Regions from separate parts of the Ovis aries genome. Here region 2 is linked to region 1. The links are chromatin contacts, called in public Hi-C maps. All regions are on one chromosome and are shown on one strand. Each heading gives the region's core, a stretch centred on a gene start, on an enhancer-like site or on the middle of the called end of the contact. The rest is flanking DNA. Distances are from core to core; before and after follow the strand shown. Region 1 overlaps TNK2 (tyrosine kinase non receptor 2). Region 2 holds the start of TFRC (transferrin receptor).

Evidence for each region. Hi-C and Micro-C count contacts between places; a contact is called where the count stands out from the background.
Region 2: a Hi-C map of hypothalamus shows a contact between it and region 1, with 2.8 times the contacts expected there. The contact joins the promoter of TFRC here to the enhancer-like site in region 1. A contact is called at or near these places in 7 of 16 Hi-C or Micro-C datasets (blood, hypothalamus, liver and 2 more).

What each region holds. Positions count from the first base shown.
Region 1 is chr1:191,431,689-191,438,663 of ARS-UI_Ramb_v3.0, reverse strand. It overlaps TNK2 (tyrosine kinase non receptor 2), which reads left to right. Exons shown (of 16, transcript XM_042232698.1): 13 at 1-110; 14 at 212-307; 15 at 491-618; 16 at 1,609-2,400. The coding sequence ends at 1,615. Among named protein-coding and RNA genes, the nearest start is that of TNK2, 42 kb to the left of the region's middle. Within about 2 kb of position 2,498, at least 10 of the 54 cell types and tissues checked have an H3K27ac peak or open chromatin away from gene starts, as enhancers often do. A contact at or near this core is called in hypothalamus, where this site is marked.
Region 2 is chr1:191,630,795-191,637,769 of ARS-UI_Ramb_v3.0, reverse strand. TFRC (transferrin receptor) reads left to right here and starts at 3,376. Exons shown (of 19, transcript XM_042232713.2): 1 at 3,376-3,541. The coding sequence starts at 3,376. It overlaps ZDHHC19 (zinc finger DHHC-type palmitoyltransferase 19), which reads left to right and starts at 784. Exons shown (of 4, transcript XM_060419143.1): 1 at 784-969; 2 at 1,284-1,405; 3 at 1,952-2,091; 4 at 2,899-3,286. The coding sequence starts at 824. The coding sequence ends at 3,165.

The sequences.
Region 1 (6,975 bases), core at 1,249-3,748:
GCAACCCAGGGGCCCGGCCATCCACCCTGAGGGCCACTGCTCGGCTGCCACAGAGGGGCTACCCCGGGGACGGGCCAGAGGCTGGGCGGCCTGCAGACAAGATCCAGATGGTGAGTAGTGGGCCTGGCTGCAGGGTGAGAAGGGGTGGGGGCCCAAGGGACCCAGAGGAAGGGGCCTGAGTGGTGCTGACGGGTGGGGGTGGTGTGCCCAGCTGCAGGCCATGGTGCATGGGGTGACCACAGAGGAGTGCCAGGCGGCCCTGCAGAGCCACAGCTGGAGCGTGCAGAGGGCTGCCCAGTATCTGAAGGTACCATCACCTCCTGCCCACTCTGGCTTTCAGGGACCCTGAGGACTGTTCTGCGGCTCTCCTCCCACTCTCTCCCTCCCTACCCCCACCCCCTTCCTCTGCCCCGCCCTGGTCCAGCGCCCTGCCCTGGTCCAGCGCCTCTCCGCCCCAGTGTGTCCCATGGCAGCACCCTCTGCTCCCCAGGTGGAGCAGCTCTTTGGTCTGGGTCTGCGGCCACGAGGCGAGTGCCACAACGTGTTGGAGATGTTCGACTGGAACCTGGAACAGGCCGGCTGCCACCTGCTGGGCTCCTGTGGCCCTGCCCACCACAAGTGAGCAAACCCTGCATCTGCCGTCTTCCTGTCCCCGGGCTTCCTAGAGCAGCCACCCTGGGAGTAGCCAACATTGCACGGCCAGACACAGGGCCCCAGGCCAGGAGAAGGGAGGGGGTCCCAGTCCCACAAGACAGGCAGTTCTCGAGGAAAACAGTTTCTCTTAAGCACATTTGTCTTGACTTCATAGCTTCGGTGTTCAGATGAACTAATGAGTGAGAGGAATCGGAGCCACTCTGGTTGTAGGGGGCTTGCTTCCTAATCAGGCTCTAGCGAGCAGCAGTTTAGGATCCAATAATTTAAACAAATACTTCTTACCTCCTCATTTCCTATTTGTGTTTAAAATAACACCTAAAGTTTTAATGCCTTTTTAAAGGAATGTCTAATAAAAAAAATCCATTACTTTTCCTATAAAAAATGTATATGTAATCTGACATTAATATATAGATGTATATTAATAGCAAACTTGATGTAGAGTGTAAATACCAATGAAAGTTTTATTGAGTCAAAAGTGAACTTCTACCCTGGGAGGAAGTGCTGGCGGGGTGTGGGGTGTCAAGAGTCCCCTGGCAGGACAGCCTGATTGGAGCCCAGCGCCCTGTTCACATATGGTGTCAACTTATGCTCCTTTCCTGATCTCTCAGGGTACTCATCTGTAACATGTGTATCAGTGTTAGTTCCAACCTTATAGAAATTTTTAGAAGAATTAATGAGGGATGCCTCTGTCATACAGGACGCTGTCCATCACTGAATGTTAACCGTTACCTTGTGGTTATTCTTACTCATTTGCATCAGTTATTGATACACAGTTAGCTTATTAAAGAAGGCATACAGAATGATAAATTCCAATGTTATTGCCTAGAACCACCCATTTTCAACTCCTTTGGCCAGCACCAAGAGGCCTTCTCGTACCTGCTCACCCTGGACCTTCCATCCTCTTGCACTGACCCCTTCTGATGGAAGGCTTTCTGATTGTTTCCCATCCTTTAGGCGCTGAGATGCCTGAAGAGCCAGAGGATCTGCCCTGAAGGAATCACTTAAGCTTGTCCGTCTGAGGGGGCCGGGGAGACTCCCTGCCAGGCCTGGAGGACCTGCTGCACCCACGGCCCCCAGTGGCAGAGTGAGGCCACGGCAGCAGGGAGCTGGGACCCCCGCCCTGCCTGTCCCTCGCTCCCCCAGTGCTGCCCCTGCAGCTCTAGAGCCCATGGTGCCCCAGCCAAGGTGCAGGAGGGAGCCTCTTGAAGGCAGGCTGGGGTCGGCCTCAGCAGGCCCTGCAGCTCACCTGCCTCTGGGCTTTAGTCCCTGGTGGAGCCTGTGGCTAAAGGGTGTGGCCAGGCCTTGCCGGCGGGAAAGCCAGACTTGACCTTGGGCCAGGAGGATGTGTTGGCCATACAGAGAGGTGGACCAGGGAGTGGGTGGGGGCCCTTCACAGGGCTAGGCCCTTTCCAGGGAGCCCTGTCGAACAGAATGTGGCCTCACCATGCACGTATTATGGGACTTGGCCGGTCTTAGGATCTTGTGCCTGAAAATAGCTTGAGGTGGCTCAGGTAGCAGAGCTGGGGTGCCAGTTCATTCCCTGGCAGGGACCAGGGCCCCAGGGCCCAGGATTGGAAGGAGACCAAGGGGGCAGCTGCCCTGGAGGGACACCAGTGCTTCCTCTTTGACCCAGCTCTTCCCCTCTGCTGTTCCGTGTTTTCCCACCAGTCTGTCGCCAAAGTTGCTGCCCCAGCTATGAATATCTGCTTCTTCCAGAGAAATAAAGTTAGTTTCTATTTTATGTTACTTATTTGTGTCTGCCTGTTTCTTTTGTCAGCTGCCTGAGGTTCCAGGGCTCCCCAAGCTACTGCCGTCTATCCCAGGCAGCAGGCCCTGTAGCGCCATCTGTTGATGAAGAAGAGGAAGTACAGGCCTCTTTGACCCTAAGGAGTCTCTCCCTTTCCTGGGCTGGCTGAGGACAGAACCCACCTAATTCAGTGTCCCTTAAGTTTTATCTCTGGAGTTCTGTGAGGCAGGATACACTGTGGGACAGAGTAAAGTAACTCAATTAGCTGGACCTAAGCCAGAAATTTTTTTGGCACATGCTAAGTCACTTTAGTCATACCTGACTCTTTGCAACCCTATGGACTATAGCCCACCAAGCTCCTCTATCCATGGGATTCTCTGGACAAGAATACTGAAAAAAAAAAAAATATTGGAGTGGGTTGCCATGTCGTTTTCTCCAGGGGATCTTCCCGACCCAGGGATCAAACTCGTGTTTCTTGTATCTCCTGCATTGGCAGGCGGGTTCTTTACCACCAGCACTATCTGGGAAGCCCTTTTGTTTGTTTAAGCATGGAAGGCCTCAATATGTATAAGCATTTTAATTTTCTGGATAGCTAATAATTCACTTGGTTCAAAATGCAGAAGATACTAAGGCGTATACGGTGAGATTTCCCACCCCAGCTGCCACCTCCCCTCTTCCCGAGGCTGCCTTCATCCTCAGTTTCCCATGTTTCTTGTTTTTTTCACTTAGTGTTGTGAAGAGCTCCTTAGCCATACTGAAAGAGCTTCCCCAGGCTTGTCTAGGGCTGCGTGGATGCGGCTGAACCATTCTCTAGGGCTGCGTGGATGCGGCTGAACCATTCTCTGTTTAACCAGGCCCTTTTGGATGGTGAGCTATTTGGTTGTTCCCAGTCCTCAACAGTTACAGTCATTGCAGCAAAAAACGGTGAATGTGGGTTATTCGTCACTCGCAAGGCAGTCTGAAGGATGAGTTCCTAGAAGCGGTGCTCCTGCACCAGAGTACACAGCTCCTGAGGAATCCTGCCCGCTTTCTCCCCACAGAGGAGGGTCTTCCCAGTGTCACAGTCACCAGTGTGTGAGAGCTTTCCGTGTGTTATCAGAGCTTTCTGACTTTAGACAGTCTGACACGTGGAAAATGGTGTGTTTTAAAATGCACTCCTCTAAGTGGGGCCATTTATATCTCTTTTCTATGAGCTACTTATTAATAGCTTTGACCCATTAAAAATTAGATTATTAATCTGTTTCTTACTGGTTTTAAGGAATTTAGTGAAAGAAGAAGTGTACCCTTTTGAGCTTTATCATATTATCATCTGAACTTAGGGAAAAGAGGTAAGTCATAAAGTAAGCTGATGGCTTGGGTTTATTAAAAACAGGCAATTCAAGATGTTCCTGAGTTGTCCTCCTTAGTGTCTGGGGCTCCAGGTTGGCTGTGGAGTAGGCCCCCTAGGAGATCTTTAGCCTTCGGACGCAAATGTTTTCTGAGTATGCTATTCACAAAGGCAGGAATTAAATTATATTTAGCTGCCATTTAAAGAAATTAATCAAATATATTATCAGGTCAGTTCAGTTGCTTAGTCATGTCTGACTCTCTGACCCCACAGACCGCTGCACACCAGGAAAAAGCGTGTTGTCATAGGAAAGGAAAAAGTATTTGGGCCTTGCTGCTAGACCTGGATTTCATTCTCAGTTGTTGAATCTTGGAAAAATGACAACTTTTCTGAGTCTAAACTGGGGGAGAGTGTAATTCCCACTTTATAGAACGGTTGTGAGAATTAAGTGAAGTCAGGTAGGTGAAACACTTTGCTAGGTGACTGGCCATGGGAATTACCCGGTAAACTATAATCATAACAAATTCTGTTTCTTCATATTCCTGCCTATTGATAGCTTGCATTATACACTGAACAACTCTTAAGTGTACAAATCTCTTCTTTCACCTACCCTCTTATCTGGAAACAATTTGTTTTTTGCTAGCAAGTCACTTCTAGTTACAGATCATGGGCACTTTTAGCTCCATTAAAAAATGTCATTTTTTGGAGAAGAAAATGGCACCCCACTCCAGTACTCTTGCCTGGAAAATTCCATGGACGGAGGAGCCTGGTAAACTACGGTCCATGGGATTACAAAGAGTTACACGCAACTGAGCAACTTCACTTCTTAAAAAAAAAAAAGTTTTTTGGTGAATGATGACAGAGCTAATACATTTCAGAATTATATTTTATAAGGGGGATACCAAAGCATCCGGAGTTTCCTCAGGGGGTCAGGAGAACCAATGTACTTTTCTTGCCAGAGACACAGCTCCCTGAATTCTAGGTTTTCCTGCCATTTTTCTCGTTTCTGGTCAGGCTGCCAGCTTCTGCCAGCATCTCTTGGGTTTATTGAAAAGATCTTAAGGAAAGATACTGAAAGAGCTGACCCAAGTTTGCCAATACGGAGCATCAGTAAATCGGTGAGGAATCACTGGATACCTTCTTTGTGTCAAGCCTTGAAGAGGGGATACAAGTTAAAGAGACATAGTCTGTGCCCAGGGGGACTGTGGCATTGCAGCAAGACTATGCGTACTCATTACATGCTACATGCCTTGGAATGAGAGAGGAGGTGGCTCCCTGGAGGAAGACATTGTGCTGACCTGATGGGGAGGAATAGGTAAGCGCCAAGAAGGTGAGGGGACAGGACAGCATGGTAGGTGTGGGAAACAGCACTCATATCCTGTGGGGATGCAAACTGGCTTGCCCTGAGAACAACAGTTGGCAAGGCTAGCACTCCTCCTTTTGTTAACTTTCTGGGGTGGGTTGAAAGTGACTTTCATTGTGTGATCCTAGTGAGTGGATCCTAGGGCTGGAAACTGAAGACACTGGTGTGAAATGCTGAGTCCTCTAACAGACAGAGGGAGGTGGCAGAGGAATAATGTGGTCAGACCTGTGTCTTTAAGAGACATGGGATAACCACAAGGTCCTACTGTATAGCACAGGGAACTGTATCTAATAACCTGTGATAAATCATAATGGAAAAGAGTATGAAAATGTGTATATGGGGACTTCTCTGTTGGTCCACTGGTTAGGACGTCACCTTCCCTGCAGGGGGGATGGACTCGATCCTTTCCCGGGGAACTAAGATCCCACATGCCTCAAAGCCAAAAAATGAAATAAAACCAAAACATAGACAATAGAAACAATATTGTAACAAATTCAATAAAAACTTTAAAAATAGTCCACGTCAAAAATGCTTAAAAATTATAATATATGGTGGCTCAGACGGTAAAGCGTCTGTCTACAATGCAGGGGACCCGGGTTCGATCCCTGGGTCTGGAAGATCTCCTGGAGAAGGAAATGGCAGTCCACTCCAGTACTATTGCCTGGAAAATCCCATGGACAGAGAAGCCTGGTAGGCTACAGTCCACGGGGTCGCAAAGAGTTGGACACAACTGAGCAACTTCACCTTGATGTATAATTGAGTCATTTTGCTCTACAGCAGAAATAAAATACAGCATTGTAAATGTACTTTTTTTCAATACAATTCTTTAAAAAGAGAGGGATGGCTCTGCTTTAAAGTGACTTGCTGCTTCACTGTGGCCATGAGTGGAGCAAAGGTCTAGTGCGTCGTGTCTCACTGCACACTAGGAAAATAAAGGTGTTCTTGAAGCAAATTGACTTTTACAGAAATTTGAACTTGGAAAATGAAGAGGCCACCAACTCCTTAAATCCTTGGCTAGAACAGGGGTTCTGAAGGCCAGTCCGGGGCCTGTGCTGGTCTAGGGTCAAGTTTTCACTGGCCTGAGGTGCAATGTTAAGAATAAGAACCGAACAACTTTTTCTCAAAATGTGCTACTCCGCTACAGTGATTGTCTGTATCCTGAGATTTTCGTCTTCCTACGTTGGTATTGAAGTGGCTGTTCTTGTGCAGCGATGGCAGTGGTCGTGGTAGGTGGTAGAATCGTCCTCGTGCCCTTACATGGCAATGCTGTGTCTGCACAGCCTCGCAAGCAGTTATTAGTTTTACATCATAAGCTCTGAAACCCATCTTCAGAACGCCTGGACAAGAGTGCTTTTGTGTTAGGCAGCACCACCTATTGGCAACATGTGACACTGCGGTCTCTTGGGCCAAATGTCAGATGAAGGGATCGTGTGAAGTCATTGCTCAACAAACAAGTCCCAAAACTTCAGGCCCAGACCCATGGGTGCTTAAAGGGCCATTCCAAGGAAGCTACTGGGGAAGAAACAGGTTCACCCATCATCTGGAGCCAAACAGGGGCCAGCTAGGATTTAATGCCAAGCAGAGGAACTGAGTGGGAGGCTTTGAAGGAGCTCACCCCTAACCTAGGAAACTCTGGGCTAACTGGGAGGAAGCTGTGGGCTGAAGAAAAAGTCCTGGGAGGACACAGGTGCCCTTTGGGAAGCCCACACCACCACTGTATCTATTTTTTATTGAAGGGTAGTTGATTTACAATGTTGTATTAATTTCCGCTGTACAGCAAAGTGTCTCAGTTTTACATATACATCCATTCTTTTTTATTTATATTTTAAAATATTTTTTCCATTATGATTTACCCCAGGATATTGCATAGAGTCCCCTGTGTTA
Region 2 (6,975 bases), core at 2,127-4,626, 200 kb before region 1:
CTTGCAGCTCAGGGAATCCTCCAAACACAGGCAGGTTCTGATGCTCAGTGGCTAAAGCAAATGGCAAGTATCACTTGTATGTAACAGAAAACCCAGTCATTTCCTCACATAATAAGCAGCTCAAAGTGAGGTAGTTCAAGGCTTGGGGCAGTGACTCAATGTCATTACTATCACTCTGTCTGTGCCCCGTGTTGACTTATTGCCTTATGGGTTGAGGTGGACCCAGCCAGCACATCTAGGTTCAAAACAGGAAGAAAGGGGCAAAACTGCACCGTGTCTTTCCCCCCCTTTAATCAGGAAAGCAAAAGCCTTTCCAGAAACCCTGCAACATCTACTCTGTCTCATTGACCAGACTTGTGTCATGAAGCCAACCCTGGAAACAAGGGAAGATTTAGCTGCCTCCTCTCCCAAAGTGAGATTTTGTAATAACAAAAAAGGAACAGATGGAGACAGAACGATGAACACTGTTTCCTCTGATGAGCACTGATCCTGAAAGGGTGAGCAGCATCACCCATCTTCTCCCCACGTTTCTCTAATCTCACGTGGTCTTGAAGCCAACCTTGCAGGGACAGGACCCTTCAGTCCCCAGCACAAGCAGGGATGTGGTTTGTTGTCAGGAGTGATGCTCACTGGCTGCAGACAGTTGCGCTGGAGAGCCGCTAGCCCCATTCTCCTCAGCCTCTGTGATGTCACACTGGGACTCCTTTTCTTCCACACTGGGCTGTGGCTTCTAAGGCTGCTGTGGCCATGGGGCTCCCAGAGCCAGCAGTGGGAAGGGAGCCTGCTGACTCTCATCTCCCCTGGGGGCACAGGAGGTCCAGCCATGCCGCTCTTGAAGGATGACATGCCGCTCATGAAGGAGCCCCACCCCTCACCTCAGGCCCCGCTCCCCTGGGTCCTCCCAAGCTTATTTGCCGCCTTCAACGTGGTGCTGCTGGTCATTTTCAGTGGCCTCTTCTTCGCATTTCCGTAAGTCTCCCACACAAGCTATCTGGTTTCTTACAGAGCAACAGAAAGGAAAGCAGATAATGATAGTACGGAGGCAGGGGGAGTGCAGAAAAGGGGTCAGGAAGGCAGGATGTTCTAGGCAAAGGGAACTGAATGCTATTAGAGGTATAGAGGGCTTGGTGCATTTGGGAGCTGCAGGTGGTTGGTAATACAGGGTGACTGGTGGAGTCTCTATGGATCTGTCACAAGCCTGGATATTTAGAGCAGGGTTCATGGTCTGTGGGTGCTGACTAGGTGAACTGGAGCTTCAGGGCTGAGTCCTGCTCTTGTTTCAGCTGCAGGTGGCTGGCCCAGAATGGGCAATGGGCCTTTCCCATCATCGCAGGCCTCCTCTTTATCCTCACCTTCTTCAGTCTCATTTCACTCAACTTCTCAGACCCGGGCATCTTGCATCAAGGTGAGACATTGGCTCCCTGGGGCGCCTGCCTGCAGGGGTGATCCCTAAAGTGCTCCTCCCATCTCCCCCCACCACCACTGGGGCCTTAGGGCTCCTTCGCCCCACGTCCTCATTTGCTCAGGCCCCGCATCTGCCACTTCATTTCTTGAGCCATGGAGGTGTGACAAACACAGAATCTTGGAGGTTTTCCAGTTTCCTTGGAGGGTAGGGCCAGGGCAGAAGTTTCTTGGGAGAGAAGCCAGCTGTTCACAACCGCTGATTTTTCTCTTCCTCCTCCCTACCACACAAATTCCGTAAAGCGTCGGTCATAGTACCAAAGGCCTGAGTTCACGAAGAACTCCTTGGGCTGGAAACCCACTTTCCCTGTGACTACCAGCCTCTCTAAGCTTGGCCAGCTTGCTCAGTGGGGACTAAGGATTCCCCTGCCACCTGGTCCCCACGCTTCCTGAGCCCAGGGATGTCGTGGGGCTGCCCGCCTCCACCCTTCTGCTGCAGCAGACTGATGGAAGGGCCTCGGGCTGCTGCTCAATCCTCTTCCCATGCCAGGATCCAATGAACAGGGGCCCCTGATGGTACATGTGGTATGGGTGAACCACAGGGCCTTCCGCCTGCAGTGGTGCCAAAAGTGCTGCTTCCACCGCCCGCCCCGGACCTACCACTGTCCCTGGTGCAACATCTGTGTGGAGGTAAGTGCCCCTATCTCCTGCCCACCTACTCTCCCGGCACCTGTCTGGGACCAGGAAGCCTACTTACATGGGGGCCAGTGGTGGGCGTGAAATGACTTCTGGGACTGTTAAAGACCAAAGGTGGCAGTAATTCCCAGCCACTCTTGATCACTCAGGCAGGTCACTGCCTCTGTGCCTGCACCTTTTCCGGGAGACTGGCCCCTTTCTGCACTGGTGCTAACATTGTAGAGGGGCATCCACATCTATGCTGGGCCTGGTCAGACACTGCTATTCTTCCCAGGCTCAATGGCACTGGATGTCCAAATGCCCTTGGCAGGCTGCAGGACCAGCCAGGGGAACATCCTGCCTCTTCTGAATGTCTAGAACAGAGGGTCTCCTGGTCTCCTGGGTTCTGAGTGCACAGTCTGCAACAGTTCAGCAATGTGCTGTCTTAACTGGTCCTTGCAACCCTGGGAGACTGGCTGGGCAATCGTGTTATTATTAGGCCCACCCAGTGGATGAGGAAACAGATGCCCAGAGATATTCTATGTCCTGTCTGAAGTTACACCAGGATTTGTCCCAGAGAAGACCAGGCAGGTCCTGTCTCCAAAGCCTCTTGACAAGACGTGTAGCTCTGTGAGCCCTGCGGTGCTCTAACAGGGGAATGCCAGCAGGGTTAAGGACTTTGAGACTTAGATTTTCCCTAGGAATGGGAGCCACTTCATGAGGTCAAGGGCAGGTGGTTTAGAGGGAGTGCATAAGATTTGGGGGCGATGGAGCCTGGATCAGAGATTGGGTCAAGGCCTGAGCCTTCTCCCTCTTGCCTAGGACTTTGACCACCACTGCAAGTGGGTCAATAACTGCATCGGTCACCGCAACTTCCGCTTCTTCATGCTGCTTGTCCTGTCCTTATGCCTCTACTCGGGTGCCATGCTGGTCACCTGCCTGATCTTCCTGGTGCGTACGACCCACCTATCCTTCTCCATGGACAAGGCCATCGCGTATCCGCTGGGGTGTGGGGACCCACGACCAAACAGTGAGGGTGGCGAGGAGCTGTCAACAGAGGGGCGGGGTCACCGGGGGGGGCAGAGTTAATGGTGAGCAGGGTTAGACGGTGAAGCCGCCTGACAGGACTGATCTGAGACGAGGTGAGGACAGATAGGGTCAGAGAGATGGGTGGGGATAGGAGGAACTGTGAAGGGGTGAGCTGGCAGAGTCAAGGATGGAGAATGCTAGAGGTGGCACGGGCCCTAGGCAGCAGGGTGGGCAGGGAGCTGGTGGGCGGGGCTACGTGTGGGCGGGGTTATGCTAGGGCCGGGGCCAAGGAGGTCTGCCCGGAGGCGCTGCTCCTTAGCTGCTGTGCAGCATCTTGGTTGCTGTACCCGCCGCCGGCTTCCTGGTGCCCCTCTTCCTGTTGCTGCTGATCCAAGTCATGTCGGTGAGCGCGGCGGAGCGGTCCTACGAGGGCAAGGTACGTGGGGACGAGCGGGGCGCCATGATGGTATCGGGCTGTGGGTGGTCACCTTACCCCTCCGGGCTTCCGCACCTTCCGCTTTCTCCTTCGCCCTGGTCTTTGATGGCCTGAGCTCTCTCGAAGGTGCCTCTTGAGCCCTTCCAGACGCAGATTCAAGCTCAGATCTCACCTCCTTCCGGAGCTCGGCAGTCACTCTTCTTGCGTCGAAGGTGCACTAGTGAGGGCTAGGCCCCGTGCGCATTATTTTGAGCCATGGGCGTGGAGGAGAGTGAGGCTGCATCCTGAGAGTGTGCTGACAAGGAAACGGAAATCAGAGTAACTCATCAGACACCAGCGAACGCGCTGAGAGAGGGGCCTCCCGACATTGTGTAGCACAAACTCAGAGCACTGAGAGTTCAGTGAGGACCGCGGTGTTGAGTAGGACGTGCCACTTAGCGGGTTTGGACGGCAGAAGGCGAGGCATTGCTGTGAGGGGCAAAGAGTGCAAAAAAAGCACGGAAGCCTGAAAGTCTGTGGAATGCTGGTAGGCGGGTGAGGGAACACTGCTGATCGCCGCAGGTGTGGCATGAGCAGTCAAGTGATCTGCCTGGGACTGACCAGATTTACAAGGCAAAGAAGTCAGGTGGATAATTTAATCTTGGTGCAGTGGAAACTTGGAAACCTTGATAGGACTTTTTTCTTTACACACAGTAAAGTTCACCCTTTTTAGTGCACAGTTGTATGAGTTTTGACAAACATACAGTTCTGTAATCACTGCCATAACCAAGATTTAGACTAGCTCCATCCACCCTCCCCTCACTCCCCAAATTCCCTCATGGACTTTTGTAGTCCATTTCTCTCCCAACTTGCAGCCCCTGGCAAATACAGAATTGTTTTCTAGCCCAACAGTTTCTCCTTTTTCAGAATTTCATATAAATATAATCATGGCCTTCTGAGTCTGGTTTCATTCACTCAATGTAATCCATTTGAGATTCATCCAGGTTGTTTCCCGTATCAGGAGTTTCCCTCTCTTTGCTTCAGTAGTATCTCATCAAACAGGTGTGTCACAGCTTCTTTACTCTTTTTTTGCCAGTTGAAGGATATCTGCATTGTTTTTGGATTTTGGTGATTATAAATGAGGCAGGACAGGAGAATGTTGGATCCCACCAAAAAAAGATAACCCATGTCCAAGGGCAAAGGAGAAGCCCCAGCAAGATGGTAGGAGGGGCAAAATCACTTTTAGAATCAAACCCAATACTCGCCAGAGAAACTTGGAGGGCTCAAACAAACCTTGTGTGCACCAGGACCCAGAGACCTCACAGAGGCTGAGCCAGAACTGTGTTTGAGTGTCTTCTGCCGAGGTACGGGTCAGCAGTGGCCTGCCGCAAGGGCAGGGGCTCTGGGTGCAGTAGACCTGGGTATGGCATAAACCCTCTTGGAGGAGGTTTCCATTAACCCCAGCATAGAGTCGCCAGAACTTACACAGGACTGGGGAAACAGACTCTTGGAGGACACAGACAAAACCTTGTGCAGACCAGGACCCAGGAGAAAGGAGCAGTGACCCCACAAGAGACTGAGCCAGACTTGCCTGTGAGTGTCCAGGAGCCTCTGGCAGAGGCGTGGGTCAACGGTGGCCTGCTGCAAGGTTGGGGGCACTCAGTGCCGCAGTGCATGCATGGGACCTTTTAAAGGAGGTCACCATTATCCTCATTCAGTTCAGTTCAGTTCAGTTGCCCAGTCATGTCTGACTCTTTATGACCCCATGGACTGCAGCACACCAGGCATCTCTGTCCATCACCAACTCCTGGAGTTTACTCAAACTCATGTCCATTGAGTCAGTGATGCCATCCAACCATCTCACCCTCTGTTGTACCCTTCTCCTCCTACCTTCAGTCTTTCCCAGCATCAGGGTCTTTTCCAGTGAGTCAGTTCTTTGCATCAGGTGGCCAAAGTATTGGAGTTTCAGCTTCAGCATCAGTCTTTCCAATGAATATTCAGGACTGATTTCCTTTAGGATGGACTGGTTGGATCTCCTTGCAGTCCAAGGGACTCTCAAGAGTCTTCTCCAACACCACAGTTAAAAAGCATCACTTCTTTGGCACTCAGCTTTCTTTATAGTCCAGCTCTAATCCATACATGACTGCTGGAAAAACCATAGCTTTGACTAGACGGAACTTTGTTGGCAAAATAATGTCTCTGCTTTTTAATATGCTATCTAGGTTGGTCATAACTTTTCTTCCAAGGAGCAAGCATCTTTTAATTTCATAGCTGCAGTCACCATCTGCAGTGATTTTTGAGCCCCCCCAAATAAAGTATGTCACTGTTTGCACTGTTTCCCCACCTATTTGCCATGAAGTGATGGGACCAGATGCCATGATCTTAGTTTTCTGAATGTTGAGTTTTAAGCCAACTTTTTCACTCTCCTCTTTCACTTTCATCAAGAGGCTCTTTAGTTCTTCTTCACTTTCTGCCATAAGGGTGGTATCATCTGCATATCTGAGGTTATTGACAATCTTAAGTGATCTGTCTGGGATTGACCAGATTTAAAAGGCAAAGAAGTCAGGTGGATAATTTAATGTTGGTGCAGTGGAAACTTGGCAATCTTAATTCTAGCTTGTGCTTCATCCAGCCCAGCGTTTCTCATGATGTACTCTGCATATCAGTTAAATAAGCAGGGTGACAATATACAGCTCTATACAGTCAGCAAAAACAAGACCGGGAGTTGACTGTGGCTCAGATGATGAACTCCTTATTGCCAAATTCAGACTTAAATTGAAGAAACCACTAGACCGTTCAGGTATGACCTAAATAAAATCCCTTACAAATAGACGGTGGAAGTGACAAATAGATTCAAGGGATTAGATCTGATAGACAGAGTGCCTGAAGAACAATGGACGGAGGTTCGTGACATTGTACCGGAGGCAGGGATCAAGACCATCCTCAAGAAAAAGAAATGCAAAAAGGCAAAATGATTGTCTGAGAAGGCTTTACAAATAGCTGAGAAAAGAAGAGAAGGAAAAGGCAAAGGAGAAAAGGAAAGATATACCTATTTGAATGCAGAGTTCCAAAGAATAGCAAGGAGAGATAAGAAAGCCTTCCTCAGTGACCAATGCAAAGAAATAGAGGAAGACAATAGAATGGGAGAGACTAGAGATCTCTTCAAGGAAACTAGAGATCTTTTCAAGAAAATCAGAGTTACCAAGGGAACATTTCATGCAAAGATAGGCACAATAAAAGACAGAAATGGTATGGACCTAACAGAAGCAGAAGATATTAAGAAGAGGTGGCAAGAATACACAGAAGAACTGTACAAAAAAGATCTTCATTACTCAGATAACCATGGTGGTGTGATCACTCACCTAGAGCCAGACATCTTGGAATGCAAAGTCAAGTAGGCCTAAGGAAGCATCACTACAAACAAAGCTAGTGGAGGTGATAGAATTCCAGTTGAA